2 separate regions of the Mus musculus genome follow, and region 2 is linked to region 1. The links are chromatin contacts, called in public HiChIP or PLAC-seq maps. All regions are on one chromosome and are shown on one strand. The core of a region is the stretch at or near the end of the contact, and the rest is flanking DNA. Distances in the headings are between cores, read along the strand shown. Region 1 has its middle 26 kb from the start of Gm12974. Region 2 overlaps Arid1a (AT rich interactive domain 1A (SWI-like)).

The links. HiChIP or PLAC-seq counts read pairs in DNA pulled down with a chosen protein or histone mark.
Region 2: a BATF HiChIP or PLAC-seq map of CD8 T cells shows a contact between it and region 1, with 14 read pairs. The contact joins two enhancer-like sites. A contact is called at or near these places in 3 of 484 Hi-C or Micro-C datasets (bone marrow-derived macrophages, embryonic fibroblasts and liver), 10 of 115 datasets of contacts at active chromatin or transcription factors (CD8 T cells, the HPC-7 cell line, Th17 cells and 6 more) and 3 of 9 other capture datasets (adipose tissue, liver and pancreatic islet).

Annotation. Positions count from the first base shown.
Region 1 is chr4:133,839,662-133,845,114 of GRCm38.p6, forward strand. No RefSeq gene overlaps it. Among named protein-coding and RNA genes, the nearest start is that of Gm12974, 26 kb to the left of the region's middle. Within about 2 kb of position 1,625, at least 180 of the 459 cell types and tissues checked have an H3K27ac peak or open chromatin away from gene starts, as enhancers often do. A contact at or near this core is called in CD8 T cells, the HPC-7 cell line, Th17 cells and 2 more, where this site is marked.
Region 2 is chr4:133,727,432-133,732,884 of GRCm38.p6, forward strand. All of the region lies in intron 1 of Arid1a (AT rich interactive domain 1A (SWI-like)), which reads right to left. Among named protein-coding and RNA genes, the nearest start is that of Mir7227, 13 kb to the left of the region's middle. Within about 2 kb of position 2,255, at least 299 of the 459 cell types and tissues checked have an H3K27ac peak or open chromatin away from gene starts, as enhancers often do. A contact at or near this core is called in CD8 T cells, the HPC-7 cell line, Th17 cells and 2 more, where this site is marked.

The sequences.
Region 1 (5,453 bases), core at 375-2,874:
ATTTAGGGAGGGAATCCTTTGTCCCAGTCGGCTGGAAAACCTGGACACTGCGCCCCCTGGAGGTAACACATCAGCACAGCCCAAATTCCTGGCAGAGCATTGCTCTGAGGTGAGCAACTGATAGCAGGTTTCCTTTAGAACTCTGTGATCTTTTTTTTTTTTTTTTTTTTTTTTGGTTTTTCGAGACAGGGTTTCTCTGTGTAGCCCTGGCTGTCCTGGCACTCACTTTGTAGACCAAGCTGTCCTCGAACTCAAAAATCCGCCTGCCTCTGCCTCCCGAGTGCGCCACCACGCCCGGCTAGAACTCTGTGATCTTACCTGGGCACGATGACACATGCCTGTGATTCCAGTACTCAGGAGAAGGAGGCAAGAGAATTGTGAGTTCGAGGCCAGGCTGACCTACATAACAGATCCAAGGTCAGCATGGGCTATGGTAGTATATTTCAGACCTGAAAATGGAAGAAAACTCATCAGGCATAGATGTCCTGTGATGTGATGACCTTGCAGAGGTAGGTGGATCTCTGTGAGTTCAAGGCAAGCCTGATCTACAAGGAAATTATAATCTGGCTGGCCTCAAAGTCATGGAGATCCCCCTGCCTCTGTCTCCTGGGTGCTGGGATTCAAGTTGTATGCCATGGCTCCTGGCAGACATTCTTCTTTGTTTGGTAATTTGTTTGTGTTGTTTAGAAACAGGATCTCAAATTACCTAGCCAAGGACAGCCTGGAACTCCTGACCCTCCTGCCTCTACCTCCCAAATTAGGATGATAACCCATAGCCTGGGTTAGGAAGTCTCTGTGCTGTGTTCCCGTTTCTTCTGCTCATGGTCACTACCAGAGCCTTGACCCAACTCTCATTCAACTATTTCCCCAGTGGGGATTGAACCTAGGTCCTTACCTATGCTAAGCAAGTACCATACCCCTAAGCTATGTCCTCAGGCCTATCTTTGCTTTTTAGTTTAAGATAGTCACAGTAAATTGCTCTAGATAACATTGAATTTGGATCCTCCTGTCTCAGCCTCCCAGGAAGCTGGAATTCCAGTCCTGACCCACAGAGGACGCTCTGCAGCTACCTGTAAGATCTGAGGTTTAGAGGCCAGAAGACTGCGTAAGAACCCCAACTCTCCGGGCGTGGTGGCGGATGCCTTTAATCCCAGCACTCGGGAGGCAGAGGCAGGTGGATTTCTGACTTCGAGGCCAACCTGGTCTACAAAGTGAGTTCCAGGGCAGCCAGGGCTATACAGAGAAACCCTGTCTCAAAAAAACAAACAAAAACAAAACAAAACAAAACAAAACAAAACAAAACACAACCCCCACTCAAGTTTTACAGTTAGTCTCTACTTGAATGCCCCTCCCTCAGAAGCCCCTGCAGAGGCCCTGTAGTTAATGCTCCATAGCAACAGTCAGAGTGACTGGACCCAGCTAAATCCAGCCCCAGGGAGCGTTTCCTGCCAGGGGAGAGTGGCCACAGGCCCTTCCCAGATACAAGTTTCAGGCTCAGGTCAGACCCGTGTGTAATCTGCCTCTTGATTTCTCAACTCCGCCCACAGCCTCGGGGGCAGGTGTGGAGCCACAGCAGAGAAGCGGCAGAGGAAGTGACTTATAAAAAGCAGTCTCAGGTTGAGTCACACAGAGGAGCTAGAGCTCGGAGAGCGGTTTGGGGGCAGGAAGGGGGGAGCGAAGGCCTTGTGAAAGACTTTACCGAGGCCCCCTCCTCTCCAGGTTTTACAAATGGCTTTAGTTTTGTTTCCCCAAAAAGAGAATGAGGAGAGGTCCTGACCTAGGAGGCTGGAGCCTGTGATCTGGGAGGGAGGGAGGGGCCCGTGGCTATGTGTTAGCCTGAGCTACTTCTCTGCCATCTTTGTGTCACCTGTATAAAACTCAAACCAAACCCCCAAAACAACAACAGCACCACAAACCAAGGGCCACTCTGAATTCATGTTTAAAGATACGAACTCTCAGAGAGTTGGTGGCTTTTCAAGACAGGGTTTCTTTGTGTAACACAACACTGGCTGTCCTGGATTAGCTTTTTAGACCCTGTGGCCTGGAACTCACAGAGATCTGCTTGCCTCTGCCTCCCCAGCACGCCTGCTCCTCCCACCCCACACCCTCCCACCCCCACATTTCCTACTCCTTTCACCCCACCCCACCCCCACCCCACCATTGCCCACCCCCGGCAGTGGCATACACCCTTAATCTCAGTACTTGGAAGTTACAGGCAGATGGATCTCAGAGTTCAAGGCCAGAGAGAGTTCCAGGATAGTCAGAACTCAGAACTATATAGTGAAACCCTGTCTGGAAAAACAAAACAAAACAAACAAGAAAAGTGTCGGTAGACGGCAAGGCAAAGAGGTTGAGTATTTACCAAGGTCTGCTGACCGGTACCCGGAGCTGAACATTAAACCACGACTGCCCATCTTTCTTTCTTTCTTCTTCTTTTTTTTTTTTTTTTAGATTTATTTATTATTATACATAAGTACACTGTAGCTGTCTTCAGACACACCAGAAGAGGGCATCAGATCTCATTACAGGTGGTTGTGAGCCACCATTTGGTTGCTGGGATTTGAACTCAGGAGCAGTCAGTGCTCTTATCTGCTGAGCCATTTCACCATCCCCTGCCCATATTTCTTTCTTTCTTTTGTTTTTCTTTTTTTGTGTGTGTGTGTGTGTGTGTGTGTGTGTGTGTGTGCTCTTAACCGCTGAGCCATCTCACCAGCCCCACTTTTTTTTTTTTTTTTTTTTTTTTTTTTGAGACAGGGTTTCTCTGTATAGCTCTGGCTGTCCTGGAACTCACTTTGTAGACCAGGCTGTCCTGGAACTCAGAAATCTGCCTGCCTCTGCCTCCCGAGTGCTGGGATTAAAGGTGTGCGCCACCACGCCCTGCCTCTTTTGGGTTTTTTTTTTTTTCTTTCTTTGTTTGCTTGTTTGTTTTTCGAGACAGGGTTTCTCTGTGTAGCCCTGGCTGTCCTGGAACTCACTCTGTAGACCAGGCTGGCCTCAAACTCAGAAATCCGTCTGTGTCTGCCTCCCGAGTGCTGGGATTAAAGGCATACGCCACCACTGCCCGGCTTTCTCTGGCTTTTTGAACATGCACAGACATATAGACACACACACACACACACACACACACACGAGAGAGAGAGAGAGAGAGAGAGAGAGAGAGAAAGAGAGAGAGAGACAGAGAGACAGAGAGACAGAGAGACAGAGACAGAGAGACAGAGAAAGAGAAGGAGGGAGGGAGGGAGGGAGGGAAGGAGAGACTAAGATAATAAAGTATACTTCCGTTTGGCATTTGAGGCCATGAAAAACCACAAATCCCGCTGACTTGGTGTCTGGGCTGTGTCCACCCACTGTTGCCCCACTGTTGCCTTCCCAGGTGCACCGGGCAGGAGGGGAACAGAAAGGAGCACTGCGGGTGTGTGTGTGTGTGTGTGTGTGTGTGTGTGTGTGTGTGTGTGTGTGTGTGTGTATGTGTTCCTGGGCTGAGTCCTCCCACTCACCTCTCCAGAGTCCTCCCACAGTTTAGTTCCACCCCTTTGCCCATGGCTGTGGCCGCTTCCATCCCTGAAGGTGCAGCACCCAATGAGGCCTCTCTCTTTGTTGAGTCATTTCCCCCCCACCTCCCCAGAGTTCATGGGGAACCCCTCTCTCTGTTTCTAGAAATAAAGTATTGCTATTCTGACTCTCTCAGCTCAGGGTGGAGGAACTTTCCGTGGGTGTGGGGGACTACCCCGAGGTGCGGTGGATTCTCCACTGCTGGTGATTTTTAATGGAGGGCTGGGTGCCCAGCTGAAGGGCTTTCCTGTAGGAGACAGGGGTTGGGTGTAGGCCTTTGAGGCTCTTTAACTGTAAGGTTTTATGAGTCATTATGAGTTGAAATTTAGCCTTTACATGAGGGTCAGATACAGGACATATATAGGCATAAGATAGACTCAAACGCAGCCTGCCTGGCGCATAGGAGCCTGAGACAGGAGTGGGGGTGGGTTGAAGGGAGGAGCTCAAGGCGATGGAGGTTTACCTGGGCAATAGGAAATAGGAGACCAAAAGGAGACAGGCCTGCTGAGATGGTTCATCGAGTAAAGACAATGCCACCCAGCCTAAGGACCTGAGGTTGATCCCCAGCTAGAAGAGAGCCAACTTCAGTACTATGTTCTCTGACCTCTGCCTACATGCTCTGTCACGTGTGCCCACACACATGAACATCATACACAACAAATAAGTTTTTTTTGTTGTTGTTTTTTTGTTTTTTCGAGACAGGATTTCTCTGTGTAGTCCTGGCTGGCCTGGAACTCACTCTGTAGACCAGGCTGGCCTCGAACTCAGAAATCCGCCTGCCTCTGCCTCCCGAGTGCTGGGATTAAAGGCGTGTGCCACTACGCCCGGCACTTTAAAAAAAAAATTTATTGGGGCTGGTGAGATGGCTCAGTGGGTAAGAGCACCCGACTGCTCTTCCGAAGGTCTGGAGTTCAAATCCCAGCAACCACATAATTTATTTATTACATGTAAGTACACTGTACCTGTCTTCAGACACTCTAGAAGAGGGAGTCAGATCTCGTTACGGATGGTTGGGAGCCACCATGTGGTTGCTGGGATTTGAACTTTGGAAGAGCAGTTGGTGCTCTTAACCGCTGAGCCATCTCACCAGCCCCACTTTTTTTTTTTTTTTTTTTTTTTTTTTTAAGTGGTCTAGCCACTTCCTTGCTTGGACACTTGTGGGTACATTCGTCTTCAATTTCCTTCCTGTGAAACCAAAAATGCCTACCTCATGAGACTACACGGGCCTCAGATGTGCTATGTCGCCGAGGCTGACCTCCAACCTCTGATCCTCAACAAAAAGGCCAAGCCACAGATGACCTGTCATTCCAGAGTTGAGAGGAGGGTTTAAATTCATGGGCTGAAGTCCCGAATGTTTGACTACTTAACGTGGGCAGGGAGTCAGACCTGCCTCTGACAAGGACTATCTTTGAGGTAATCCTAGACAGCAGGATACACAAATGGGCAGAGAGCCAGAAACGCTAAGGATGCTCGCACGGGGCAGGAGATGGCTCAGCAGTTAAGAGCTTGTCCTGCTCATCCCGAAGGCCTGAATTTGGCTTCAAGCGCCCACATCAGATGGCTCACTAACAGCAGTAACTCCAGTTCCATGGAATAGAATGCCTTCCTGTGCCTTCCATAGGCACCAGCATACGTGTGGTATACACAAGCGCTGTACATACACTTTGTTGTTGTTGTTTGGTTGTTTGAGACAGGGGTTTTCTGTGGAGAGCTGGCTGTCTTGGAATTTGATCTGTATACCAGACTGGTGGCCTTGAACTCACAGAAATCCACCTGCCACCAACTACCTCGCTATTCATGCACGTTATAAATAAATAAATAAATAAATAAATAAATAAATAAACAAATAAATAAATAAATAAATAAATAAATAAATGCAGAGACAGGGAGGCAGGTGGATA
Region 2 (5,453 bases), core at 1,005-3,504, 110 kb before region 1:
ATATTAAATATTCCAAGCTATGTATACAGCTTCCTGTTTCTGCTGTCCAAGGTAGTTTTACTTTGTTTTGAAATGGCATGGAGTCTCACTATGTTGCCCAAATTGAGCTTAAATTCCTGGTCCCAACACTCCAGAATAGGTGGAGTTATTGGCTGCATTCCAGGACATAAGAGTTCAGGCTTTTTTCAAAGTCCTCCTAAATGCCCCAAATACAAGGATGGACAACTGTTCAACTACAACAGTTCCTACTGACAGAAGGAACAGGCAAGCAAGGCAGCAGATATCCTCAACCCCAGTATCAAGTAGGACGACTGAATTAGAAGAGGGGAAGCTAAAATAGTCCTGAAGAACAATGGCATCGAAATAACCCAACCTGTATCAGCAAGGGTTATAATAACGTACACCCAGCCCCAAACCCAAACACATGGCCAAAACTCCAACACTTACCAAGGCAAGCAGGATAAGACAAAACTCCCCTGCACCTGGAGTCTTAAGACTACTCTGGCCTCACAGTAGGATCCTTTAAAGGACAGTCAAACAATAGCTTCTCAAAATGAAACTGACATTTTTTGGTTATCAAACTCATTCCCCTCACCAAAGGTTTATCACGATCAATGGACTATTGCAGTCTATTCACCAAACAAAAATATGTTCAGTTCCAACAAACAGACCACTCTGGTTTCATGTTAAAAGAGAATCTAACTTACTTATGAGATTTAAAAATACTGTGAAAGATATGTGGTTTGCAGTTGGGGGGGGAGGCACCACTCCCAATCTCTTAAAGTAGAGAACATCAAATCTTCATTCATCAATTGAAACAGAAAAATGTCTACCTCCTGTAAAATAGAAACGGCCAGCATCAGTAGTCAGCAGCCACAAAGGAGGAGAAACACCAAATCGTAGCTGCAAAAGAGCCAGAGATGCCACTCTGGGAAAGATGGAGAGGAAACCCTTTCAACAGGAAACCGCGGGAGCAGATTACTGTGATTACGCTTCAAAGGCAAAGGCTCTGCCTCACAGACACGTAATTGAGAGGAAAATGCTGGCCCTTCATCAGGCAAGCCAGGCCCCCTGCTATATACTCTCCTGCATTCATAAAAAAATAAAAATAAGGGTGGGGGGGTAGTCCACCACTTAGCTCCTTGCAGATCACTGGCCAAGCTATAAAGTGCCTGACAAATGAAATGAATGCGGTTCGGGGCATCAAAGGTGCCGGTGCAGGCCTATCCTTCCGAGTATATTCAGTGCAAACAGCTTGCACACTAACAACTTGCAGAGTTCCCTGCTTCCAGCAAATGGCACCTCCGGACCACCTGGCTCTGGAATCACTCACAAGTTCTTAATGTACAGGAAAAGGCCACAGTGGCCTTGTGAACTGCTGAAAGTAACAAGTTGAGCTTTAAGGTTCATCAAGGCTAGGTGTCAGATAGTCAAAAGTAACCACTTTTGGGACACTCAAAATATTAAACATAGTTGCAAATTCTCTATCTGACCATAAGCCACTGAAAGAGGAGACAAAACCAGGCACGCACTAAAACTTCTGAGTACCAAGAGATATTACTCCCCACACCATGTGGTAGTGGCACCAGGAAAAACAATCTCTGATCCTGAAATAAGTCTGCGAGAGAATGGACAGTCAGAAGCCAAAGATACAGAGAAGAGGTGACCAGAAGCGGAGGTAAGGGCCAACTTTTATGCCTAGCTGTGCCAAAGACTCGAAAGAACAAAATGAAAGGTTGGGCCAGGGACTGCCAAGAGCCTCCATCTTTGGAAAGGAGAAGTCCTGACCAGCACACACTTGTGTTTTCCGCTCTAGATGCCAACTAGTCGGTGCCAGGATAAACCTAGAGCCATACCCTTGGATTTTGGGCCTCCAAATATTATTTTGTACTTCTCGTGCTTTCAATTTATTCCTGGCCAGATTTGTTTATGAGTTTTAATAATAACAATAAAAATGCATCCCTGGCTCTTTAACCGAAAGAAGCCCCTAATTGATTCCCACAGTAATTAACCTGCATTTTACCTCAGAGAGCGGTAGTTAAGGAAGTCGGCACTGCTATTTATAACTCATCTCAAATTGAGGGCAGACTGCCTAAAATCTAACACATCCCAGCTGTACTCCTGTTTGAACTGGGGCCAAGGGAATTTTTTAAAGCAATCTTGGCACGGAATGAATGACACCAACAGTATGAGAGCGTGAGTGGTTGTGTTGTGGTGACGTAGCATTGGAGGTGGAGGGGGGGGCAGTGTACTGTGATCCCTCTCGTGCGTGCCTGCAGCTTGAGTCCCAGTACAGTAAGCTGGGAACCGCCCACTGAGAGCCAAACACAGGAAAAGGCTTTTCCTGTGGACCGCCTTGAAGTGAGAAACACATGGCTAATCTGCATAAACTCGAAGCCACACCGACCCTGCCAGGAAGGTTAGTGCTCGTAATCTCTGGCCATGAAGCTGGCTGCCTGGGAAGACTTGGACTGGCGCCTGATAACCCAGAAAGAGCCGAGAGAACAGATGGGTAAGGACCCCAGCAGAATACAGCCTCGGGTCACGTGACTCGCCACATGGCCCCGCCAGCACAAACTATTGTCTGGCTGCAGAGCTTCTATACAAAGGCACCAGGCCTCCACTTCCTGTGATTCTAGGGACTGGCAGCAGCTGTTGATCAGTTCCCGGAGGGGACCCTCCTCTGTTAAGGGCACTCCAGGCAGAGATAAGTACAAAAGTTAAGGCCTCTCCCAACCAACAGGCTTTTTACTTTCCCTGCCAGCTCCACAGAAATCACTTAGATCTTAGGACTAAAGGGACTTCTGCAAGAGCAGCCTTGCTCCCTAGTACATAAATTGAGCAGCATAAATCATTCCACTGTCCCTTTTCTCTATAGCTACAGGCCATCTCTGCCTACCTCCACTTCCTCCCATTCACCATGGGGCTGAGGACTGGTATGATCTGAACCAATCCAAGAGGAAGTACTATGAAATCAGCTGACATCAGCTCTGTCCTGAGACCCTGAATAAGGGACTATAGGATGGGGTGTTGTTTTGTTCATTTGATAGTGTTTTGCTATCTTGTCCAGGCTGGTTTCTAACTCTTTGGCTCAAATGATCATCAGTAGTGCTGAGACTACAGGCAGTTATACCATACCAGCCCTGTGTTGTACTTTTAAACAGGGGAAACATGACTACATGCCAGGACAATAACCTACCCCCCCTACCCTACCCTCCTATTGAGCCTCATCAAAGCCATCTCATCCATGGAGAAATGGAAGTACGCTAACATTTTATCCAGAGTCAAACCCACACGTCCTGGGAGCCGCGTTATATATAATCTGGAGACCACGTGCCAATTTACTTCTTTACAGAAGATAAAAACACTTCATTCAAATTCTGGTCATCTGCCTATGTGGCTGCTAATTTGCAACCACCATCCCCCAAAGTACGTTTTGTTGTATTAAATTCTTTCAAATTTCCCTACGTTTAAAAGGAGAATAAGAGCACACTTCCAATTTATCAGATAAAGGCAGCCACCAGAACTGAGATCCTTCCAGTCCTTCCAAATCCACACTACCTCATAATGATACTGAACAAGCTGGGCATGCCCCATGCATAGCTATAGTCCCAGCACTCAGGACACAGAAAATTCAAAGGATGGCCTGGATTAGGCACCCAGACACCCTCCCAGAGCTAGATTCTAACTCAACATCAGAAAGAGTTAACTATGGAGTCCTATCCAGACCAAAGGGCCATAGAAAGCTTGTTAGTGTTGAGAAAAGAAGACTAAAGAAAAAGTCACTAAACCACCTAATGAAACTTACAGATGAGAGCCAATTTTAATAACCCCTCACGGCTACCCACCCAAACAATCATGCCAGAAAAGCCACAACCAGGCGCCTGTTATTTCTTCACTTCTTCACTGGCACCAGAAAGAGTGCTTCATATAAAGCAGCTAGGAAAACTAATGAATTTCCCAACAAATGAGAAAACTGTCTGTCTGTCCAGGGCACTTTCAGCAGCCACCCTTTACAGAGGAAGACTGCCTTGTGACAGACTTTCCAGTTTCCGTACTTCCAACTATAGTCTCTAAGGCAAACAAGCAACTTTTTCATAAAAATATTCCTCTTGCTGTGTGCTGTAGTCAATGTATTTAACCCTAGCAGAGGCAGGCTGATCTTTCATCGTTCAAGGCCAGTCTGATCTACAAAGTAAATTCTAGGACAGCCAGAGCTACAAAATAGAGAAAACCTATCTCAACAACAGCAGCAACAACTGCCCACAGATCTAAAAAAGGAACACAGGGCCATAAAAACAGGGTAAGGCCCCAAGAGAACAAGTAAAAACTGAAAGGTTATCTATCTGATAGATCTGGTTTACAATTCTCCAGGATAAGACAGCCACAGCAGTCCGGGGAGAGCACGCTGAGGCAGAAGCTGCAATCCCAGTTTCTTACAGCAGCTCCATGGGAAGGCACAGACAGAAGACTGAATCACGGGGGAGGCCATAGGGGATTTGGGGGATAGCATTTGAAATGTAAATGAAGAAAATATCTAATAAAAAAATTACAAAGAAAAAAAAGTGAATCAACTTTAACTCACTCAGGTTCTGGGTCCCAATCCTACCATCCGGGGTCTGAGTCGGTGGTGAGGAGACAGGGTCAGGCGTCCACGTACTGTGTGCACCCTTAACTTCATAAACTCTAGGAAGCTAGAACTGTATGCAAGATCTCATATTTTAAGGAGAAGGTCTTCAGATTGCAAAATACCGGACTGAGAGACTAAAAAGGCCCCAGAGGCCAGTGAAGGTCGGGCACACCTTTAAACCCAGCCCTTGGGAGGCAAAGGTGGATGATCTTGCTGAGTCTGAGGACAGCCAGGATTCTGTTACAAAGAAACAGAAAACATGTACGGCCTTGCTGAGCAAAAGGACTGAGAGCTTTGCCCATGGTATTTCTAACTCTATATCCCTCAGTTTCTTCATCAAAATAGAAAGGTAACTGAGCACAGAGGGAGAAACAGGCAGATCAATTGGAGATTTCCACTGAATCAGAGGCCAGCCAGGTCTACATAGTCAAAGTCTATCTCAAAACATACATCCACATGGGGGAAGGGGGAGAGAAAGAATAGCCAGGTATGTTGTATTTCATTCACAATAATCATTCCACTACTCAAAAGACCAAAGGAGAATTGCAGTTTGATGACAGCTTTGAGAAACAAGGTGAGAAACTATCTAAAAAGAATGGAAGGAAGATAGATAGAAAGACAAGACAGACACACAGACACACGGAAAGGATTAAGGAGCTTGCCCAGTGGTTAGAGTACTTGCTGCACAAGCAGAAAGACTAAGTTCAGACCCCCAGCTCCTGTGTAGATGCCAAGCACAGAATGGGTGTCTATAACCTCGATGCTGGGGTAGCAGAAATAGCAAGCTCCAGGTCCAGGGAAGAATACTATCTCAAAACCTAGG